2 separate regions of the Mus musculus genome follow, and region 2 is linked to region 1. A link is a contact called in public HiChIP or PLAC-seq data. All regions are on one chromosome and are shown on one strand. Each heading gives the region's core, a stretch centred on a gene start, on an enhancer-like site or on the middle of the called end of the contact. The rest is flanking DNA. Distances are from core to core; before and after follow the strand shown. Region 1 overlaps Ptprm (protein tyrosine phosphatase, receptor type, M). Region 2 overlaps Ptprm (protein tyrosine phosphatase, receptor type, M).

Region 1 (7,384 bases), core at 2,049-4,548:
GGCATAGTGTCCACACTTCAGTCTTCATTTTTCTTGAGTTTCATGTGTTTAGGAAATTGTATCTTATATCGTGGGTATCCTAGGTTTTGGGCTAGTATCCACTTATCAGTGAGTACATATTGTGTGAGTTCCTTTGTGATTGTGTTACCTCACTCAGGATGATGCTCTCCAGGTCCATCCATTTGGCTAGGAATTTCATAAATTCATTCTTTTTAATAGCTGAGTAGTACTCCATTGTGTAGATGTACCACATTTTCTGTATCCATTCCTCTGTTGAGGGGCATCTGGGTTCTTTCCAGTTTCTGGCTATTATAAATAAGGCTGCTATGAACATAGTGGAGCATGTGTCCTTCTTACCAGTTGGGGCATCTTCTGGATATATGCCCAGGAGAGGTATTGCTGGATCCTCCGGTAGTACTATGTCCAATTTTCTGAGGAACCGCCAGACTGATTTCCAGAGTGGTTGTACAAGCCTGCAATCCCACCAACAATGGAGGAGTGTTCCTCTTTCTCCACATCCTCGCCAGCATCTGCTGTCACCTGAATTTTTGATCTTAGCCATTCTCACTGGTGTGAGGTGGAATCTCAGGGTTGTTTTGATTTGCATTTCCCTGATGATTAAGGATGTTGAACATTTTTTCAGGTGCTTCTCTGCCATTCGGTATTCCTCAGGTGAGAAGAGAATCCATCTTTTAACTATCAACTATACACACATATAAGAGCTATATTCTACACTTATTAGCACTTTGATAATTATCAGAACTAGAACCATTAACTAACGGTTTGAAATAACTAACAATTGCAACTGTCTCCGGAGCGTGGTTGAGTTTCCCTGAACCATTTTTATATTGTGAACTTGATTAGGAAATTCTTCCAACGTCAACCAAAATCATGCTCACTCCCCATCTGAATTTGGGTTCCAAATTCATGGGATTGGAACTCGAGAGGTGTTTTGGCTACTGTCCCACCCGCTGTAATTGGTCTGTGGGATATTCTTGATAAAGCTGGACAGCCCAGTGCCCTGGCACACGGGCCTCCTGATGCTTCTCTGTTGTGGATGGGCTGCTCCTATCAGCTGGGTTACAGAACACTACCCCTGCCTTCTCTAGCCCTCTGGGTTCATCTTCAGTTCTTCCCCATCACTAACTAAGTCCATCTTGCCTCTTCAGGAGCAGTACGTCTTTATCCATGATGCGATCCTGGAAGCCTGTCTTTGTGGAGACACCTCCATCCCTGCCTCCCAAGTCAGGTCTCTCTACTATGACATGAACAAACTGGACCCACAGACAAACTCAAGCCAAATTAAAGAGGAATTCCGGGTAATCGGGGAGCCAGGCAGGGTGGGGCAGGGAGATTGGAAGGCTATGGCTTTCCCTCTTTAGGAAAACTCCTTAAAGTAAGCTCTTAGGCCCTCCTTTGAATCAACAAGAGCTTCTCACCTAGGGACTAGTGACAGTTGAGGCTGGATGACTTTCCTGTGTGGCCAATAGGGTGTTTAGCATTGACCCTGGCTCTGCTTTCAAAATGTCTGTAGCAGCACCAGGCCAAACCCCTCCAGGGCCAGAACTACTTGGCTTCACAGTCTCTAGTCTAGCGGTGTCATCTGCATGTCAGATAGCCACCAACCAGTTCCAAGATCAGGACACTTGATTCACAGTATAACGAAGCATGGGTGCAGCCCAACCATGGACATGGCTTTGCAGGACACTCCATGTGCCTAAATCTTCATTTAGGTAAAAGTTACTTATGTTCAGGTTTTATCTAACTGTACCTAACTCTAGACCAAATCCTCTCCAACTTCTGGCCTCCAAGATTTTCAGTAACCTGCTCTAGTCAGAGCTACGGGTGCTGTATTCTATGGATCTGCAAGGACCCTTAGCCTCTGCCTCTGGCTGCTATGTGCTGTGTGTAGACAAAACTCAACGAGGGAAAGAGAAAATGGAGCCTGTAGATTTCAGCCAGCTGAGCCTACCTTATATGCCTTTTAGAGAATCGACTTGCCCTTAGCTCCTTTCTGGACCATCTTATCAGCCCACACTTCCTAAGGAGTCTCTCAGTTGTATCACATTTTTCAGTTGGCACATTATAACTGCACTTGTTTATGGGGTACAATACAGTGTTTTCAAAGTGTATTCATGCTATGGAGTCATGGGGAAGCAGGAAATCAGCCACCTGTGGAGACCTGACTGGAGCTGGGAGATCTCACCTTTCCCATTTATCCCACAGACTCTCAACATGGTGACCCCCACGCTGCGTGTGGAGGACTGCAGCATCGCACTCCTACCCCGGAACCACGAGAAAAATCGCTGCATGGACATCCTGCCTCCGGACCGCTGCCTGCCCTTCCTCATCACCATCGATGGAGAGAGCAGCAACTACATCAATGCAGCCCTAATGGACGTAAGGCACTGGGGACACATGGGAAGGAAATAGACAACGCATGTCCCCGAGACAGAGCCCCGGGGACACAGGGAACCCTTATCTCACTTATCTGCCCCCTGAGCCTTTCCAGAGGCAAGCTATCACATCCAACAACAAAAACAGAGTTAGCATTCCAGTGTGTGGTTTGGTGAGGAGCAGCAGTTACTGCTTCACAAGCCAACTATCCACCTGTCTGAAGTGCTCAGACACAAAGATCACCTATGCCACACTGTCAGGTTTTTAGCCTACCGGCCAGAAAGCAAGGGGCAGCTGTTAAGGTATCTGGCGGGGAAAGGGGATACGGTGACAGACAGCATTATTTAGTTCTCTTTCTTCCTAATTTAGGTGGTAATTAACATGGGAAGGAAACACAACTCATCGCTTCCTGCCAGTCTGTTTACTTCTTGCTATTCAACTGACAAGAAAGTAAACGGATATTTTCAGTGCTAATGTGTAAATTTTAATTCCGCTGGTGTGATATCATAAAAGGGGCTTAAGCTTGTTTAAAGCTCCCAGAGCTAACAAAAGCGTGCATATCTTTCATGGCAGGAATAAGCAACCGAGTCGCCCAGATAAACAACAAACCAGCAAGTTTGAGAAAGAACTGTTTTCATGGTACTTAGTTTTTAAAGTAAAGTGAAACACCCTCCCCTAAAATTATTAATAGAGAGAGCCAATACATTGCCCGTCAGAAGTATAAAACAAAATGGTAAGAAATAAATGTGAAGTTCCCATGATATCAAAGTGAGAATGATTCATCATAGTTTCACAGAAAAGTTTATTTTTAGTCCATTTTGGAGTTGACAAGGATGATAGAGCCAAACAAGTACTAAACACATCGGATGCGTTTTGCCGCACATCTCCACATGCACAAAATATCTCCACTGCCTCCCCTCACGTTGTGCTGTTTATATCTGGATCTTTCTCTTCGTGTCTGCAGAGCTATAAACAGCCTTCAGCATTTATAGTCACCCAGCATCCTTTGCCAAACACCGTCAAAGACTTCTGGCGACTGGTCTTGGATTACCACTGCACATCCGTAGTTATGCTGAACGATGTGGATCCTGCCCAGGTGAGTCCAGGGACTCCTTCAGGCAGACCTCAAGTCAGAGAGTCAAGTCTGCTTGTGCTTTGTTTGTATAAGATGTGCAAGCCCCACGGCCCGTGCCCATGGCCCGGCAAAGATTTGGAAACACAAGGGTTTACAAATAAGCATTAGAGCTGTAGAAGACAGTCGGTGAGAAGCAAGCAGACAGACTGAAAGCATAGGATACTGGAAGAAGAAAGACAGGGGCACAGATGGGGACCACACATTGCACAGCTAAAAAGAGCGAGCCAACCAGCGGAGATGGGACAGGCCTGGATCTCATGTTTTTAGGCACCTGTGCTTCTTGGAAGTGCTCAGCTGGGGCCTGCAAGAGGGAGGCAACATGGTGGCCAGATAGTGAAGGTTTAAAGACCGGCAGCAATCATAAAAGAAGCAACCCTGGGAACTGGATGTAAACTCAGCAGCTCAGGGAGGTTCTCAGGTGGCCCCTCCCACAGTGAGGAGGAGGCAGAAAGCCACACTACTGAGCTGGGTGACAGAATTTTCTTGGAGGGGTCAGGAGAGTCCCAAGGCCCTTTGGGAGCAGAATCGATTCTCAGCACAGGCTTCGCTGCCATGACAGAGGGCCTTAGGGAAACCTCAAGCTTAGTGCATATTAAGAGTGAACTTATTTGAACACCAAATTCGTTTTTCTATCCAGTAGAGAAACTGCTGTTTTAGATAGGGCAGGGGTGCTGGTGGAGGCTCCTGGAGTATTTCAGCATGTAAACAGGACAAGATGTCTCCTTCCCAAAACGTGGCCTGATGCTGCTAATGCTCCGTATGCGGCTAGGGTTTTTAATTACATTGAAGGCACCGTATTATGTGACTGAGGCTCTCACTTGAAAGCTAGCTGATGAAATAATAATGACAGCCCTTGTTCTTCTCCACTCCTTTTGGCTTCGTGTCAACGTTTTAGAATTCTTCCTCCCTCCTCCCCACTCGCAGAACAGATTGTCACTGTCTGTGAAAGCCCCGCCAGTTTCAAATGGAACCAAACCTGTCATTCTAAGTTCTAGGCCACAGTCAGGTTTCACCAATCTAAGAGCCAGACACAGGCTAGGAGAAGTGTACCCCGTTCCTGATGGGACGTGCATATGGATAAACTACGGGTGACCAAGATGTCACGGACTCCGGGGTGCTCCCTGAGCATCCGTGTCTGAATGCCAAAGCCAAATTCTAAAGCAAACCGTCTGGACTCAAACCAAGTCTTAGCTGACTGGCAGACGGAGAGACAAAGAGACTCCCAATTCTATTCAGCAGATAGAGCTGATTTCCAGAGCGGGGCTAGAAAGGCTTCTGGGACTCTTGTCTTTTAGCAAACGCTAAACTGGAAGCTGGAACTCCGGAGCGTCATAAGCGTCCGAAGCTCCCACTCGACTGTTTTAAGTATTTATCGGACCAGCTCATGGATGTGTTATGCACCATTTAAGCCATTTTCTACATGGTTTCCTCAGGCAGAATGTAGGACACAGTGTGCCAAGAGCTAGATGCCAGCCCGGGCCATTCATATTTCTGCAGTGTAAATGACAAGCATTTGATCAGTTGCTTGAACTGGGAAAAATATCAACAGAGAGCAAAGCCTGCTCTGTCCACTGAGGAATGGGCAGAACAGTTTAAAAGTGTTTGTTATGGCTTTTACTGCCATCTCAGCTCTTGGTCATCATGCCTGTGTGAACAGTGGGCACCCTTGGGAATCAAAAGGGAAATAAACATCTACATACCATTGTTTGACAAGGCAAGTTTAATAACCTGTCGCTAGGAAATGCTGGTGAGGAAGAAAAAAAATCCCATGGAAGCATTATTCAAAAATAAATAAATAAATAAATAAATGTAATTTCTAAATCCAGCAGGCGTAGCTAATGTAAAGAATAGTCTCGGCTACCCTACTTACCCTCTTAATCTTTAACAAGGATTAAAGATTTATCATGGATAAAGAGGGAGAAAAAAGAGGATATTTTTCACTGTTAACCGAGAATTTATCTTGTGATCTTGAATATATAAATCACATTTTACCACGTGACAGTGACAATTTAGGTCATTTCAAAAGTCAACGTCATCAAAAGAGAAATCTGACCCTCCCATGAATCCTCTTTTTAATGGAACATCAATTAGCTTTAACAGAATGTGTTGATACACCCAGCATTTGCCAGTTATCCGGAATTAACATGTTCCAGCAATCCCTTGGAAGAGCATGAGTCTTTCCAGGTACTCATGTTTGCCTAAGTGTCATCATTATAGTGGAGTCTGGAGTCATCTTCTTGGGGCCTAGACACATATTCCTTTTAGCATGAGTGAGACCTTGCAAAGGGATTCCATGTTACAAAGATCTTCAGGAAGCCCAAGTGCACCTGGCTAACACACACTTTTTGAGAAAACAACCAGAGTAGTAGAATAAAAGAATTGGAGCTCAAATAATTTTGTCAATGCTGATCATATCCAAACTGCCGTCCAGTCACCTTTGTAATTACACTTCTTGTTGTATTCTGGGTTCAGCTGTGTCCACAGTACTGGCCAGAAAATGGAGTGCACAGACATGGCCCCATCCAGGTGGAATTCGTGTCTGCAGACTTAGAAGAAGACATCATCAGCAGAATTTTCAGGATTTACAACGCCTCCAGAGTAAGAGCCAAGCCAACCGTGCTTGAACTGGGTTTCCACTTTCATCTTACCTGCATGGTGTTGGCATGTCTAATCTATCAATAGCAGGCTCTGTTCTAGGGGGTTGGAACTTCTCGGTCAACAAAACAAATCCCAGGCCTTATGGGGCTTATATGCTAAGAGGAAGCTTGTTAAAGAGAGTTTTTAACAAGGTAAAGCACAATAAGAAAGACTTTGTTAGACACTGTCACTAAGTGGCAAATGCTACTTGTTTAACACTGTAACAAAGTGGCAAATGCTCCCTGATCCCAGCAAGGGCGTGAGTCTATTCTAGAACAGATGATAGTCAGTAGGTGGAGACAAGAGGGTCTTGCTGAAGATGGGCCAGGGAGCAACATCACTAAGGCACGGTGGAAGCTAAAGAACTTGATCAGATATGGAGTGGTCCCTTATTGGAGGGCAAGACACTTGCTAAACTGACAGAATGGGGGTTGTAAAAAAAAAAAATGAGTTTTACAAAGGATTGCAAAGATGGGCCCCAGGAAAGGGTCTTGACTAAAACAAAGAACCTCTATCAGAAGGCAACGAATAACAGGCATAACGGAATTATGGTGTGCCAGAAAGCGGTAAATCTTAAAGGGAAAAAGAGTGCCAGGTTACGCAGCAAAGGGATCATTTGTTCTCATTTGCAATGGGCATGCCATGTGAGCAGACACTGAGAAAGGGAGGGAGTGGCCAGGAGCGCTCTAGAAAGACAGCTCTCAGGCAGGAAGTGGCCACAAAGGGGCTCTGTGGAGGGGCAGAACCTGTTGCGTTCCAGACACACTAGGACACTGCTGTGTCTGGAGACAAGTGAGCTAAGACAGGAGGCGCTGAGGGTTGAGGCACAGGAATCTGCAGGGCCTTCCCTGCCACTGCTAGCCAGCCAGCTCTTGCATGAAAGCAATGAAGCCACTACAGGTTTCCAGGAGAAGTGTGCCACCTAACCATCTACATCTGGAAATGGACTCTCTGGTTTCTGCCTTGAGATCAGATTCTGAGAGACAGTCCAGACAGCCGTGAGAAGGACCCAGATGACAGGTGACAGTGGCAGGACAGGAGTGGTGGCATTGGAGATATAAGCAGTGGAGAGAGCCTGCTTGATCCTGAGGGTGGATCCCAGACAGTCAAGGTGACTCTCAAGAAATGGATCCCAAGAAGAAGTGGCAGGATCATCATTAGCTGGGGTTGTTTGGCCTGTGGGAAAAACAGACATGGGAGGCAGTAAGAAACTAA
Region 2 (7,384 bases), core at 1,753-4,252, 540 kb before region 1:
CCACTTTCATCTCATGTATGGGAATGGAAGCATAATTTGTAGAACTTACAGAGTTTTAAGAGGTGAGTTTCACAGGCTGGAAAGCAGCATGGCCCTTAGAGAGGGCAATGTAGTATTCCCTTCGTGCCTGTCGTCAGTGAGTCCAAAGACTGAGAGGAGGAAGAGGATCCCAGCTCCTTAGTTTTAGATTGCAAGTCTGTGGTAATCAGGATGACATAGTAACAACTTTGTCTCCAGGTAGTTCCTCAGTCGTGGGGTAGGACTGGGAGTTATGGGATGTTGGAGTTTGACAAGTTTACATTGTTGACAACAAAATTTCAGCATCTTCTCTTATTGCAACATTGTAGCATTGAAAACCCTTTATTGAGATCTACATACTTTGCCCAATCTTGCACAGATGTTCTCTGTATTCATTCTGCTCCAGACAGCGGCCCCAAACACACCCTTGTCTCCCATAAGGCCTGCTGCACTTCCACGCCCTGGCTCTCTTACCTCCTACCCCCACACACCCTCAGACATTCCCCTTTATTCCTGAGCCTTTCAAGTCTACTCTAACTGGTCCTTTGATTTGATTATTTTGTAACTTAAAATATGAATGTATTCATACACATTTATGCTACCACATACTACTTTGATATGTGTCTATATTTATGCAGCAGAGGTCCACTTAGTATTCCTTTGTGCACAGTTCATTTGAAATGTATATCAGATGATTATTAACTATGGTTACTTTACTGCATAATGGCACGAACATCAAAACTTATTCCTGGGCTTGGTTGTAGCATCAATAATGTGAACATCTGAATTTTACCACCAGAAGCACCATCAAAAACAAAGCTGAAGAGGAAGAATTAAACGAGCAATGAAAACAATAACCATTAATTCCTTCTCTGTAGTTGTAGCTATAGCTGTTGGCCAATTTCTGTATGTGTACAGGCTTCTATTCACTATTTCTATGACAGTTCTTAAAAATTCTGCAAATGAATAAGATATATATATATATAAAATATATACCTATATATCTATATGTGTATATCTATCTATATCTATATCTATCTATATCTATCTATATAAATCTGTGTCTACTTGACTTAGTTTAACTTGACATGCTATCTTCCATTTCCATAACTTTTATGTCTGAATAGTATTCCATTATGTGTATGTGTTGAAAATCTCTCCACCCACTAAAATCTAGATTAATTTCCTAAATTTGCTCTTCTGAACAAAACCAAAATATTGTGAATAATTCTGTGAGCAATATACTGGCAGAAAAAAAAAAGGCAGACATAGAGACCAGTGGAATTAAATAGAGACACCCAGTGTAAATCTGTGAACCAACAGTCAGTTGTTCTTCAGCAAAGATGCCAAGAACAAGTATTGGGGGGGGGGCTGAAAGATCGCCTCATTAAATGGCACAGAAAACCAGATAGCCATATACATAAGAATGAGGCTCTATACATCTTCATACAAAAAAAAAATGTGTTAAAGCCTGTCTTAGTCAGGGCTTCTATTCCTGCACAAACATCATGACCAAGAAGCAAGTTGGGGAGGAAAGGGTTTATTCGGCTTACACTTCCATGCTGCTGTTCATCACCAAAGGAAGTCAGGACTGGAACTCAAGCAGGTCAGGGAGCAGGAGCTGATGCAGAGGCCATGGAGAGATGTTCTTTACTGGCTTCCCTCCCCTGGCTTGCTCAGCCTGCTCTCTTATAGAACCCAAGACTACCAGCCCAGAGATGGTCCCACCCACAAGGGGCCTTTTCCCCTTCATCACTAATTGAGAAAATGCCTTAGAGTTGGATCTCATGGAGGCATTTCCTCAACTGAAGCTCCTTTCTCTGTGATAACCCCAGCTGTGTCAAGTTGACACAAAACTAGCCAGTACAAAGCCTTATATGTAAATCTGAAACTGAAATTGTTAGAAGACAATGGGAAGTGTTTATGTTATTGGAGTAGAGAAATGTGGTTTGGACATGGCCTCAAAAGGCAGTCAATGAATGTCATAACAGATCAACAGGTCCTTTAATCCAGTCTCTCTTTGCACCAGTCTGCCATAGTGTGACTATTTATGCAATGCATAACTTGAGTACAGCCCTGGGAGATTGAGAAGCCCCCCATGATCCTCTTACATTCATCCTTGTTGTTGTCTTGGGCTGTAACGTTCACTCTCCTAAGGCTTTCCTCCCCTGCCATATTCTTCCTTAGTCTCAGAATTGGAGAGCAAAGCTTCACTCTTCTCGGTGATGGGTCTCCCAGCCTCTGATTTTTGATGCCCCCCTTTCCACACCAACCCTGCAGTGATCACATAGCATTTTAACCCCCACCCTGTGGCGTTCTGTGAACTTGTCTTTGGGGGAACACATGTGAGTGGCTTAGCTCTGTTTTCCTAGGATCCCCAATGCTGAAGGTGTAGACACAATATTTGTAGAGTAAATGCATAATTAAGGTGATAATTGAACTTGCAGTTGAAGGAGGAGTAAGGTTTGTCAGGGATGAATACTGATTAATACGCATTCGCCAGAAGGCAGATTCAAGCAAGCTCTTTGCTTTTAAGATGGTGTTTTTAGCAGAATAGACTTGGGCAAATGTATTGAAAAGTGGGGTATAGGTGAGCCCTCCAGGGAGAGACCTGCATCTTACAAGGCTTGCTGTTTAAATGCGTGTTGTTTTAAGAAAGCATCCACCGCGCAATGCTGTTTGAGGGCTTTGCTCGCATTCCTTGGATAGGTGACTTATTTGATTTCTCAGATGCTTATTTCTGCATTGCTGCTTTGCCATTTTAGCACATACCAATCGTCAATGCCCCAGTGGTTTCTACAGACCGAATAAAAATGTGCGCGCGTGCACACACACATACAGAAATATTTATAGTCAGTCTAAGCATCCGTAAACATTTTCTGAATTATGTTTCCTGACTGAAATGTGATTCTGAGTCACATGTAGCTGTATCACCAGAGGTGGTTGAGTCAGCGTGAAGGACGAATGACTTCACACTTTTGGCAATACTAAGTCATAACCCAACGAAGCCTACATAAAGAATGGAGGATCCTGACAAACAGGGACCATGAGGTAGCTGTGGGTGATGCCTTGTCTCATTCCACAGGGCACAACCTCTGCATTTTCTTTTACCTTTAATTTTAGTGTATGTGTGTGTGTGTGTGTGTGGTGTATGCACAAATGCGTGTGTCTATGTATTGTGTACCATGTTCATGTATGAACTGGCAGAAGCAAAAGAAGGAATTTGGGTGTCCTGCATTAATTACCTCCCCTCATCCTCTTGAGATAGCATCCTTTACTGAACCTGAGAGAGGCTGCTGATGCCCATGCTCCAGCTATCTTGATGTTTCTGTCCTGTATAGGGATTGCAGAACCATGTATGGCCATAACCCAGTTTTTTGTTTGGATTTTGGGGATCTCCCTGCTTGCTCAGCAAGCCCCTTACCTGTCAGCCCATCTCCCCAGCCCCTCCCTCATTTTCTGGTTTGCTGCTGCAGCCCTGTTTTCTCCTTCCCCATTTCCAGGCTCTTCTCTGTGTACAGCTCTACTGTACGTCACTCATTGCTCCTTTATTAGCTGACCAATAGAACAACTTGATTGTGCTTTGAGGTAACACAAGCAGCTGTGATGTGCAGGAAGATCTGAGTATCTCCCATCTGTACTCAGTGTTCAGAGCACAGTGATGTGGCCAAGGAGATCAGAGCCCTGCATCTGATGTCTCCATCATGAGTTTTGACTCTTGGTATAACCTAGCAAGGAAAGTCTCTCTGTAATTGTGGGAATGATAAACTTGGACATCATCTATTTTTTTTTTTTTCTCATTTGAGTCCCTCATGTTTAATGCCCTTTGTGTGGTAGCTTTGACTCAGCGACAGGAGGAATGTTAACATACACAGCAGAAGAGTGAGTCCCCTGCAGTGTTACAGTGGCCACAAGTGACTGCTGTCTGCGATGGCCTAGAGAAAACCAGGAATTTTGGGTTTCCCAAAAGCCCCAAATCATTCATGCTTAGAATTCGATCTCAGAAAATGGGGTCTGGGTCGCACACTGTCTTCTACTTCATTGTGCGTGTTTACCCTTTCTCTTCAGTGGCTTTCATGAGCAAACTTCTTTTCCTTGATCCCCTACACTGCATAGCTCTTTAAAGACAATGTCTCACTGTGCAGCCCTGTCTGGCTTGGGACCCTATATAGACCAGGTTGGCCCATAATTCTCAAGTGCTGGCATGGGAAGGTATTTGCTACCACAAAGGCCACTGTAGCTTTTGAGAGGATTGAACTTTCTTCTATACTCATGGCCAAACTCCCCAAGGCCAGGATTTCCTTGTTATCTGTCGGTCTTCTTTGGATTCTTTAGAGAGGGTCATTGGACCTGCAGTTTCCTGTTGTTATATATTTCCAGGAAATAATATTCAGCCATTTTACTGTTGGGTATTTACTCCATGTTTTAAGAGTTTGAATCTGAAAATAATGTATAGATCCAATATGGTCCTGTAGAGTGGAATAACTAGAAACCACATTATAGCTATGCCAATTGGCAAGAAAAATGTTAAACGAAATATACAATGCAAAGTAGAAATGGCAACCAGGGTAGTCAATGTTAAGAACAGCATATATAGTTCTCTAAGGAGATTTGAAATTAAACTGTCAGCAGCTTCAGCGGCAGTTCAGCTTGGGTGCTACCATTTTGTCTCCTACAGTTTCCACTGTCCCAGTTCTATTACTTTTCCAGTTTGGTTGTCCTGTTTTAGAAGAAAGAGAGAAACTGGGCTTATGTGGAGGAAACATTGAGAATCCACGGTCAGTGCTTTAATACAGGGCTTTAGTGGTGATGGCTTCACTTCGTTGTTTCAGCAGACCATGTCTGGCTCAGAGGGTTTCTGTTTATTTTAAGGATTAAGATGAAGATATTTCTACATTATCTGTCCCACCAATTCTACTTTTTCTAAACATTTCTTTGAAATTTGAAAGACAAAGAACACTGTAACGATTATATATGTGTGATATGATAAGTCTTAAATAATTGTCACCCTCTGTACTAGCCACTTTAAAGTTCCATATATATACATGTGTGTGTGTGTGTGTGTGTGTGTGTGTGTATTTGTAGACAACCATTTCTAGAGATTGTTTAGAGCAGGACAGTGTGAGAGTTCTCAAGACAGAGGAGATGAGTAGCTACCTTTTTTTTTGGCTGTGTGTGATGGGCATCTCCTACCTATCTTTTCCTCCCAAAGAGGTGCCTGCTTTTATGGAAGATCATTAAAAGGGGTTGCACATAGGGTTCTTTTTCTCTCCCCATCCCTCTTCCTCCTTCCTCGCTCCCCTTCTCTCTTTCTTCTCAGTACTGTGGATGCAGTCCAGGGCCTTACATACATGGAGGGCTGGTCCTATAAAGAAACAGGCTGTAGATCTTCCAGTGAAACCCTGCACAGTCTACAATGGGTTCATCATTTAAGGTAGAGAAGTTATTTCTATTTTGTAGTCTGGATCTGCCTGAAGGTAATTGTAAGAGGCTGAGGAAATTATTAGATTGCTTATGAGGTAAAGCAGAAAAAAAATGCCTGAAAGGAAGTATAGAGATGATTGGCCATGTCTGAGGATTCTTCTTCTTTCTCTTCTTCCTCTTCTTCCTCTTCTTCTCTTCTTCCTCTTCTTCCTCTTCTGTTGGAAACAAAAAAGGAGGTCCCTAGGGAAGTAGGGGAGGGGGAAAGAGGCCCACGTCTGGCCAGAGTCCCTCCTATGCTCTGGGCAGGCAGACGCAGTCATGGGAGGGCTGCTGGACGTTTTCCACTCAGCCCCAGGTGAGCATTCAAGCCTCTGACCCAGTAGAAAAGGGGCAGCCCCCGACCTGGGGGCCCCAGGGCCACACCCTGTAGCTCCAGGGTTATGGGGTTATGGGAGAGAGGGATAAGGGAAGAGGTTCCCAACACTGACCAGAGTGCGCAGCGGATTTTGATGGAGCAGAGACTCTCTATGGTTTAAGAGCTTTATTATAGAAATGCAGGGAGAAAGATAGAAGGTAGAAAGAGAGAGGGGAACTATAGAGAAAGAGAGTAAGATATAGGTGAGAGGAGAGGAGAGGAGAAGACAAAGAGAAAGGAGAGAGGAGAGAAGAGTGAGAGAAGTGAGAGGTGAGAGAGCAAGCAGGGGCTGAACTGCCCTTTTTATGGTCTTTACTGTTGCTAGGTAACTGGGGAGGAGTTTAGCCTGAAGGTCAGAAGCTTGGGCCATTGCCTATGTAACTACTGACCATGCTTCTCTTGTGGGGGCTGTAGGGGGCGGTAACTTAGGCAGGAGCCAGAGTTCCAGGATCATGAGGAAACACCTACCATGTCATGTAGGTGAATTATCACCTCTGGGGTTCAGACCTCAGCTCAACTGGATACCAGCCTGTCTGTGCAGAGCCCAATGCCCCACACCACCACTCCTCCTCCTCCTCCTCCTCCTCCTCCTCCTTCTCTTCTTCCTCTTCTACCTCTTCTTTCTCTTCTTCTACCTCTTCCTCTTCTTATTTTTCTCCTTCCTCCCCCTCTTCTTCTTTTTCTTCTTCTATTCTAATCCTATATAAGTGGTTCAAGCCTGAAGGGTAGCCATGAGCAAGGAAGAGAAGAAATTCGGAATCTGACAATCTTTTACAAACAGTAGTTTTTATTTTTTGAGATTATAATATAATTATATTGGTTCTTCTCTTCTTTTCCTCCTTTGACTTGTATATAAATATACACAGATAGTGTAAAGGAAATATTCCCAACTGTCCCAACAGTAGTCCCTCCAAAAGCTCACAGTCATGTAACAAAACCTAACACCAGGCATGAGAAGTCCTCTTTTGAGCTGTTGGTTAGGACTGTCCAAGAGATTCTCAAAACATTCCAGGCTATTATCATGGCCCTTGGTTGACCCTAGAGATGGAGGTGTAATTCCCTAATGATGAAAACTTGATACAATTCAGAAACAGGACCCACGGGTCCCTGAGCCAGAGCTGACCTGCAGAAATCCTCCCTGAGGACTAGCCGTCATGGTAACAGAAGGTGTCATGTACATTTCCAAAGGAAGACAGCTACCATCAATTGTAGAAGTAATGTCCAGTTCTTCCTCTGAGCCCAATGCTTCCAAAAATAATACTGAGACTGAGAAGATATTTACAAATACCTTAACCATGTTGCTAGACTTTTTTCTTTTCTCTTGTTAGATCATAACTTAAATTATCTCATTTATTCTAAGCTACATTCTGCCATATGACTGATTAACTGTGCTCAGGTACCATGAGTCTGTCTCCTCACATCTTCCCAGGTGAATCCTCTATGCCTGGCTTTATCCCAGAATCCTTTCTGCCTCCTGGATGTCCCACCTGTTCTACACTTCCCTATAGGCCATAGACAATGCATCCT

Evidence for each region. HiChIP or PLAC-seq counts read pairs in DNA pulled down with a chosen protein or histone mark.
Region 2: a contact with region 1 is called in an H3K27ac HiChIP or PLAC-seq map of SST interneurons, with 4 times the contacts expected there. The contact joins two enhancer-like sites. A contact is called at or near these places in 2 of 115 datasets of contacts at active chromatin or transcription factors (SST interneurons and embryonic fibroblasts).

Annotation. Positions count from the first base shown.
Region 1 is chr17:66,684,360-66,691,743 of GRCm38.p6, reverse strand. It overlaps Ptprm (protein tyrosine phosphatase, receptor type, M), which reads left to right. Exons shown (of 31, transcript NM_008984.2): 25 at 1,170-1,319; 26 at 2,227-2,400; 27 at 3,362-3,493; 28 at 6,005-6,130. Among named protein-coding and RNA genes, the nearest start is that of 1700016K05Rik, 26 kb to the left of the region's middle. Within about 2 kb of position 3,298, at least 22 of the 459 cell types and tissues checked have an H3K27ac peak or open chromatin away from gene starts, as enhancers often do. A contact at or near this core is called in SST interneurons, where this site is marked.
Region 2 is chr17:67,228,844-67,236,227 of GRCm38.p6, reverse strand. All of the region lies in intron 1 of Ptprm (protein tyrosine phosphatase, receptor type, M), which reads left to right. Among named protein-coding and RNA genes, the nearest start is that of Gm52313, 58 kb to the left of the region's middle. Within about 2 kb of position 3,002, at least 10 of the 459 cell types and tissues checked have an H3K27ac peak or open chromatin away from gene starts, as enhancers often do. A contact at or near this core is called in SST interneurons, where this site is marked.